Regions from separate parts of the Sus scrofa genome. Here region 2 is linked to region 1. The links are chromatin contacts, called in public Hi-C maps. All regions are on one chromosome and are shown on one strand. The core of a region is the stretch at or near the end of the contact, and the rest is flanking DNA. Distances in the headings are between cores, read along the strand shown. Region 1 overlaps MYH15 (myosin-15). Region 2 holds the start of CD47 (CD47 molecule).

The links. Hi-C and Micro-C count contacts between places; a contact is called where the count stands out from the background.
Region 2: a contact with region 1 is called in a Hi-C map of embryonic fibroblasts, with 2.0 times the contacts expected there. The contact joins the promoter of CD47 here to the enhancer-like site in region 1. A contact is called at or near these places in 2 of 5 promoter capture datasets (fetal liver and liver), 2 of 47 Hi-C or Micro-C datasets (embryonic fibroblasts and fibroblasts) and 1 of 2 datasets of contacts at active chromatin or transcription factors (alveolar macrophages).

What each region holds. Positions count from the first base shown.
Region 1 is chr13:151,046,384-151,050,096 of Sscrofa11.1, forward strand. It overlaps MYH15 (myosin-15), which reads left to right. Exons shown (of 40, transcript XM_021069826.1): 13 at 3,377-3,526. Among named protein-coding and RNA genes, the nearest start is that of MYH15, 40 kb to the left of the region's middle. Within about 2 kb of position 2,103, at least 6 of the 83 cell types and tissues checked have an H3K27ac peak or open chromatin away from gene starts, as enhancers often do. A contact at or near this core is called in embryonic fibroblasts, where this site is marked.
Region 2 is chr13:151,427,651-151,431,363 of Sscrofa11.1, forward strand. It overlaps CD47 (CD47 molecule), which reads left to right and starts at 1,761. Exons shown (of 9, transcript NM_213982.1): 1 at 1,761-1,919. The coding sequence starts at 1,874. LOC106505814 (a long non-coding RNA gene) reads right to left here and starts at 1,226. Exons shown (of 3, transcript XR_002337926.1): 1 at 1,137-1,226.

The DNA.
Region 1 (3,713 bases), core at 853-3,352:
ATTGAGCTGACGCTGAGCCATGCTCAGCAGGACAAGCAGTTGAGCTATTTCTTGGTCGTGTGATTAGAGATGTTTGGCGGTTTCTTGCCTTTTAAGACATTCACCACCACATGCATGCATGACATGCTATGATTATAGAACAAGTACTTGCTCTGTGTAAAACTAATGAGCCTGTAGGACTGAAATAAAACCTTCATCTCTTTAATATTGTGTTCTCAGGGACCAAGTTACCACACCAGCCTCTGCTATAATGGAACCAGCGAAGCAAGCTAATATATTATTATTCAACAATAAAAGAAAAAAAAAAAAAAAAAAAACCCTTGCCCTCCATCCTCTCCCCCTCCCCCACCCTCTTTCTTGCTTGTGCACTCTCTCTTTTTCTCTCTCTCTTCCTCCATCTCCTGGAGACAGAGTAAGAAAGCACGCTATAAGGTTTTCTTTTCTTAGGAATTTTACTGACGTTATAGAGACATTGTCATGGCTAAGAATAGAGATGTATATGCTCTGTTGATGACAATTGCAAAAGATGGCAAAAATTTTTGCAGTGTTAACACTCCATGCAAAGTTTAGTTCTAGCTCTAATGCTAACCAACTCTGCAGCTTTGGTCAAATACTCCATCTCTCTGAGCACCCCAATGAAGAGGCTGAATTCTCCTGTGTGTCTCAGTGGAGAGGTGATTGGCATCTAAAAGGGATAATTCTTTGGGTATGAGAGTGTCCCACACGTTGTAGGAGGTTTTGCCTTCATGCCCCCAGGTGCTAAATGACAGCAATACTCTCAGTCACTCTGATGATGGGAAAATGCCCATCCTCTTCCCAAATGCCCTTCTCCCTTAGTGGGGAGGAACCATCCTGAGTTGATAGCTGCTATATGTGATTCTCTGGAACTAAGAGTCTTCAGGTCTAGTATTTTATGATTCCAGGAGAGTTCTAACCATGCCTATTAGCAATAAGTTGTCTTACTTAAAAAAGATTAATGAGGAGTACTCTTGTGGCACAGCGGTAGGTTAAGGATCCAGCATTGTCACTACAGTGGCTTGGGTCACTGCTATGGCATATGTTTGATCCCCTGGTTTGGGAATTTCCATCTGCCAAGGTTGAAGCCCCCCCAAAAGGATTAATAATAATAAAACAATAATAATAATCAGTAGCCATTGAATATGTGCAGTGGGTGCTGTGCTATGTGCTTTGTATGAATAGCTCATTTAATCTAATGCAAGCCTGAAAAGTTGATCTTATTTATATTTCTATTCTGTAGTTAAAGACAGCGAAGCTTAGAAAGATTAACTGCTCAAGGTAACATGGATAATAAATATTGGAGTAAGGATGAGGAAGTGATAAAAGTGGAAAGGGGAAGGGAGAGGGGGAACTAACATTTACTGGATTCTAAGTGCCAAATGTGCTACTTATATTTACACCTCTGTCTCATTGAATATCTCCCAACAGCCATGAGACAGCATATTTTAATATTGCTATGTTTCAGATGGGAAAGGCAGGGATCAAGGTGGCTAAAAATATGGCTATTGGACTCAATTTCTTTCATCTGTTTGTTTTTTAATTATATATTGTTGATCTCCACTAATCAAAGTCTTATGTGAGGTTTTTTTTTTTTTTTAAAGCTCAGGCATGAATCCATTTAGTCCCTGAAAAGTGGAAGTGTCGATTTAGCTGCCTCATTCCTCCTTCATTGGACAGAAAGTGATGAAAATGATTAATTGATGAACAGTCTATTGGATTATAAGTTTTATTAATTCATTCAACAGACATCATATCATCCATTGCTTCCTCTGCTACAACTTCAGGCTTTCTTCCTATTTCTTCGTGGCTCCCCCATCCTGGCCAGTTTCTCTCCACTCCTGCTTCTCATACATCCAGGGAATTAAAGGGGGGTCAGCAAGTCAGTCATGTTCTTTTTTAAACTTTCAAAGTGACTGCTGTAGACAGTGCTCTGGGGGATGAAAATCATTCTTCGTGCTTTATTTGTGCGGGTGTGCTCTTGACGCTGATAATAAAAAACTGTGATGCCATCCGGCTCATGGATTACTGTGGAAATGACTCAAGATAACTGATCAGGGAGTGGGTGACTCATAGCTAAATCACAAGCAGACACCAACTGGCTCCTGCTGCATGCACTGTCCCGGGCAGCTGAAGGATGGATGTGATAGGCCTATTTTAAATGTTCAGTTGTTGGAATGCATCCTGCTTCCAGGCCTGGAGTCCGTCCAGCTGAAATTCACTCCTACTTGGAGTCTGTCAGGAACCTGCTACTACAGCAGCGCCTTTGCATCATGGCAGCAGGATCAGCATTTGTACCACAGTATCCAGGCACAGAGGTTGGAGGGAGTAGATTATGAGAGAGCCTTTGCCACATACCTCAAGAGAGGGGAAATGCAGCCTGAGTTTTACAGTAGGAGAATCTGAGTCTGAGTGATGCACTAAATTGCCATTCTCCCTACATGGAGTTGAGAGCCACCCTGAGAACTAATATAATAAAGAAGGTGGAAGCTGATGCTAGAGAAACTCTTCAAGAGAATAATTCAGGTGAAGAGTCTGCAGCCCAGACAGCTTATGTCACTTGCCAAAGATTATATGATTTTTTTCTTTTCTTGCTTTTTAGGGCATATGGCGGTTCCCAGGCTAGGGGTCCAATCGGAGCTGTAGCTGCCCGCCTACGCCAGAGCCACAGCAACACCAGATCCAAGCCACATCTGCAACCTACACCACAGCTCATGGCAACACCGGATCTTTAACCCACTGAGCAAGGCCATGGATTGAACCCACAACCTCATTGTTCCTAGTCGGATTTGTTTCCACCAAGCCAGAACAGGAACTCCAGGTTATACGATTTGTTAACAACAGCAGCAGCAGAGGATTCTAGATTCCTAACCTACTCTACCAGTATTTTTCAAACTTTATGGTATGTAGGAGTCAGAGAGGTTTGTGTTAGAATGCAAATGCTGATTCATAGGTCTGGGATGAGATGATGAGAGTCGGCATCTTTAACAAGCTCTCAGGTGATGCTGATGCTGCAGGTCTTAGGACCACGCTTTAGAACATGTTGCCACCCTACCCCAGGATGTTTATCCTTTAGTAATTGGAACATGAGTTCTCTCACAGGACTGTTGGGTAGAGAGACATTAGGCTAGCTCACTTCCTTTCCCCTAACCCTCTTCCCCTCTCTTCCTCTCTCCCTCCCTTCTTGGTTTCTTCCCGTCCTTGCTTCTTCCTTTATTCTGGTGTTCATCATAAAGCTTGAACCACAGAAAGTGGTTAAATATATACTAGTTTTACTAGAAAGTGATTGCTGATAGAAAATGCCCAGGATCAAATTGAACACTGCTGTCAGACAAAAGAGTGCTGTCAATGTGACTTCCAGGTGACCTATGCTGTTGGTGCCTTGTCTAAGTCAATCTATGAGAGGATGTTTAAGTGGCTGGTAGCACGTATCAACCGGGCCCTGGATGCCAAGTTGTCAAGACAGTTCTTCATTGGCATTCTTGACATCACTGGTTTTGAAATGCTTGATGTAAGTATATCTGGTAAGAATGAAGTCGATGTGTGTTTACAAGGGGATTAGACTATGTGAATTGAATGCCAGAAAATGTAGTAAAACATGATGAGATTTATTCTGAGCAAAAGTGCAGAGCTACTTTGATTGGAAAAAGCTCTTATTAATATTAACAAATAATAATAATTATACTTAATAGTTAAGA
Region 2 (3,713 bases), core at 511-3,010, 380 kb after region 1:
TGACAGCCTTATTTAGCCAACCAGCTGCTCTGTGATACACAGTGTCCCGAATGCTCAAAGTCTGATGGATGATTCTTTTGTATCCATATAAGCAGCAGTTGGAGGAGAATCCATCAGTCCCTTTGGTAGCCTCAGGGTGTCAAGGCTGCCATTCAAATCATTACCACCATAATTATTAACCATTGTTTTAGTGAGATATCTGCCAGGCAATTGTTTTTTTTTTTTTTTTTTTTAATCATTAAAAAACAATCAGATTTCACTGGAGCAACGCTTGCCTCAAGTCACATCAACACGTTTATTAAACCCCTTCTGTTTGCTCAGTTGAACAGGAAGTCTTAAAGAAGGGAATACTTAAAATACTCTGATTTTAAAGAATAATGCTGTAGGGAAGATGTTTACACACACACACAATTACAAGGAAGAGTTGTATAATACATACAGTATATACACACTCTTACAGAGGGTCAGAGTGGCAATTTTATTTCCTGCATTTTATCACTATAGGATGCAATGGAGGAGACGCCATGGATAGAGGATTTGGAGGAATAGAATATTGCTTTTTTTCCCCTAGCAGATAAGAGAAAAACAACCAAGGGAGCAGGGAGGATATGCACCCCATTAGAGCAGCCACCAGAGCATGACTTTTTGACAAGTTTTCATCATTTCGGATAAATGTTAAAGGGCTTTTGCTTCAGAATGCGGTGTCTGATTCGGTGAGATACTCAAAGGCCTTGTCCATATTGCGACTTGGAGCCACACTTTGAACCCATTTTTTCAAGCAAGCTAAACGCAAACAGTGCAGAGGAGTGCACATGGTGAGGTCACAAACCCGGCTCCATGACATTGCAGGAAAGAACGTCTTGGATACACCTGCTAACATTTTAGACCATGCTTGATTTCCCCTGGGGTTTCGGCATTAACCACATCTCAAAGTGTTTACCATCACTGGTGGAGCTTGAGTAATCCTGTTTAAAGGTTGAAAACACTACCAAACAAGGCCAAAAAGAGAGTAAAAAAGATAGTCAAAAACAGAACCAAAGATCCGCCAGGAAAACAAAAGCAGACGGGGGCAGAACCGAGGAGAGAGCTGGAGCCCAGGAGCAGCAACTGGAAGTTCCCGGCGGCCAGGCACCCACCGTCATCCTGCCCTCGGAGTGGCGCCCTCGCCCGCGTGGGAAGCATAGAGCCGTCCCCCGGCGGTGTGTGCTTTCTGTGGCAGGCCTTGGAGCTCAGGGGAAATGGGCAGAGGCGAGAGGCGTATAGGCGTCGAGGTCGAAGCGCGCGGGAGGACGTCGGACGCCCGGTAAAGAGAGATCAGGGGCTCCTACGGGGGCCGAGGCTCCTAAGTCTGGGTAAACAGCACCTGGGCGGGTTCCTGAAGTGTGAGAGTGGAAGTGAAAGCAGGACAGGACGAGGGGAAGGAGGGCGCCAGGGGGCGGGGGGCGGGCGCTACGAGAGGAAAAAAGGGAACAACGGACAGGGATGCGGGCGCAATGAGATCCCCGCGTGAGCCTGAGAATATACGCTCAGCCTCCAATAGGGGACCGGTACGGGGAAAACGGGGCGTGACCCGGCCGTCCTGCGCGCGCCACTGGCGAGGAGCAGGCGGGAGCCAGGACTTGAAGCGGATAGTCGGAAGGGCGCCGCGTCAACAGCCGCGGCAGCCGGGCGGGGGCGAAGCTGAGTGCGCGTGCGCCGCGCGCGAGCCGGGGAGCGGGCGTGGAGTGGCGGGAGCGCGCGTGCGCGCGCCCAGGCAGCCCGGGCACCGGGTCCTGCCTTTGACGGGAGGAGGCGGCGGGTCCTCTCTGTGACGGCGGCGGTGCCTGCTCCAGACACCTGAGGCGGCGGCGGCAGCCCCGCGGCGGACGCGGAGATGTGGCCCTTGGTGGTGGTGGTGCTGCTGGGCTCGGCGTACTGCGGTGAGTGGTCACTCGCTCTTGGTTCTGCGGCTAGTGTCTAACCGCCCCCGCGGCAGCCCCGCGGCGCCCGGGCGGGTGTGTGGGCTGCACCCTGTCTGGCCTGGCGGCGCCCTGGAGAAGGTGGCAAGGGAGCGGGATGCGCGGGCCCTGCCCGCCCCGGGTGTGGACGTGGGAGGGCCCCGCGGGTAATCGGCGCCCCCCTTCCTTTCTTCCTTTCCCTCCTCTTCTCTTCCCCCTGGGTGGTAGCAGGGCTCATCTTCCCCCGTTCTCCACCTCTGGATGCACACATGGAGAAAGACTTCAAACGGAGCACCTCGCGCAGAAATTAACTGTAGAGAGAAAGGGCGCAATCGGAGCCAACCGTTGGCAGCTGTTAGGGTCCCCCCTCTTTCTCACCCCTCTTCCTTCTCAGTGCTTTAAACGCATTTGAGGTTGAAGGAGGAAGAGTGGGAGGGCCCGAGCCTTTTGCGATGAAAGTGCGCATTTTGGCGAAGTCTTTGAGAAGGGGTTTCTCCGGTTTGCCCTCCCACAGGAATACAGGAGTTACGGGGACGTAAAGGACAAATTAAGTTTCCTTTCCAACCTAGCATTTAATCAGAATAATCTTTTGGCTGCCTTTTTTTTTTTTTTTTTTTTTTTTTTTTACCCTAGAAATAAGCTTCTTCGATGGAAACTCTTTTCTCACTACCCCCAAGCCCCCTCAACCCTTTAATACAGTCCAAATTGCACGTTCAAGTTTTCTTACTGTATTTAGGGGAGCATTTTTAAAAGTAATCTAGATTTCGCTTGAAGTATGAAGACAGTAACCCCTAGTCAAAATTATATTTGCGGCAGGGTGGGATTCGTGTCTTTCGACTCCAAAGGCTTTTTGCCCCCCACCCCCAAGCTTTTAGAATCCGTTTCGCTTTTTGCCTTTTTAAAACGTGTGCTTCGTCTGTAAAATTGAGGAAGGAATACGAATTTTCGTGGCTCTATAGTGCCTGTCATACTTTACATCTATAGAGCCTCTTGAATTAGAGTTAACAGTAACAAGGTATCGTTACATTTGATTCTAGAATGCTGAATTAATTAGATTTTAAACGGCATATTAGCCTCATTGTGCCATTCAAAAAGGCTGTGACTTCAAGTTATTTCCTAAATGCCCTTAAGTCCAGGCTTACCACTTTTCCCACTCTCTGAAACCTCCTGGGATGTCGGAGCTGTTAATAATCAATCTCTATTATCTAAAGGGTTGATATTAGGTAAGGCAGTGTTTCCTGTTATCGTACTTAACAGTTTGTTGTCCATTACTATGATTATAGCTCACATAATACTGCTTTCAGAAACCTGTTGTACGATCAGAAAGCCTTATATCAAAACTCATTATAAATTTATAATAAAATATTTCAATTCAGACCATTGGTCTCAAAGCCAGTTTGGAGCATAAAAAGTGTAAATCATGTACAGTTTTAAAAACAGGGATCCTATTTTCAAGTGGATTAGAAAGAACTGCTAGAATGGCACTTTTGGGGATAGAGAGTGTTAGGCCTCCTCTAGTAACAGGTATGATCTGTATAATTAGCATTCATTACATACAATATTAATATACTCAAGTCCCTGTGGAGTCATAGAATTCAGAATTTATAGTATTTTATTGTACTTAGTTAATAATAACCTGAAAAAAAAAATAGAGGCTTTATGCACTTGAGTTCTGTTAAGTGTTGAATGTAAAACTGGAAGAGATAGTGTTTGTCATAAGATATAATGGATTTTTGTGCATGTGTGTTTAATATGTAGTTAAAAGAACATGTATGA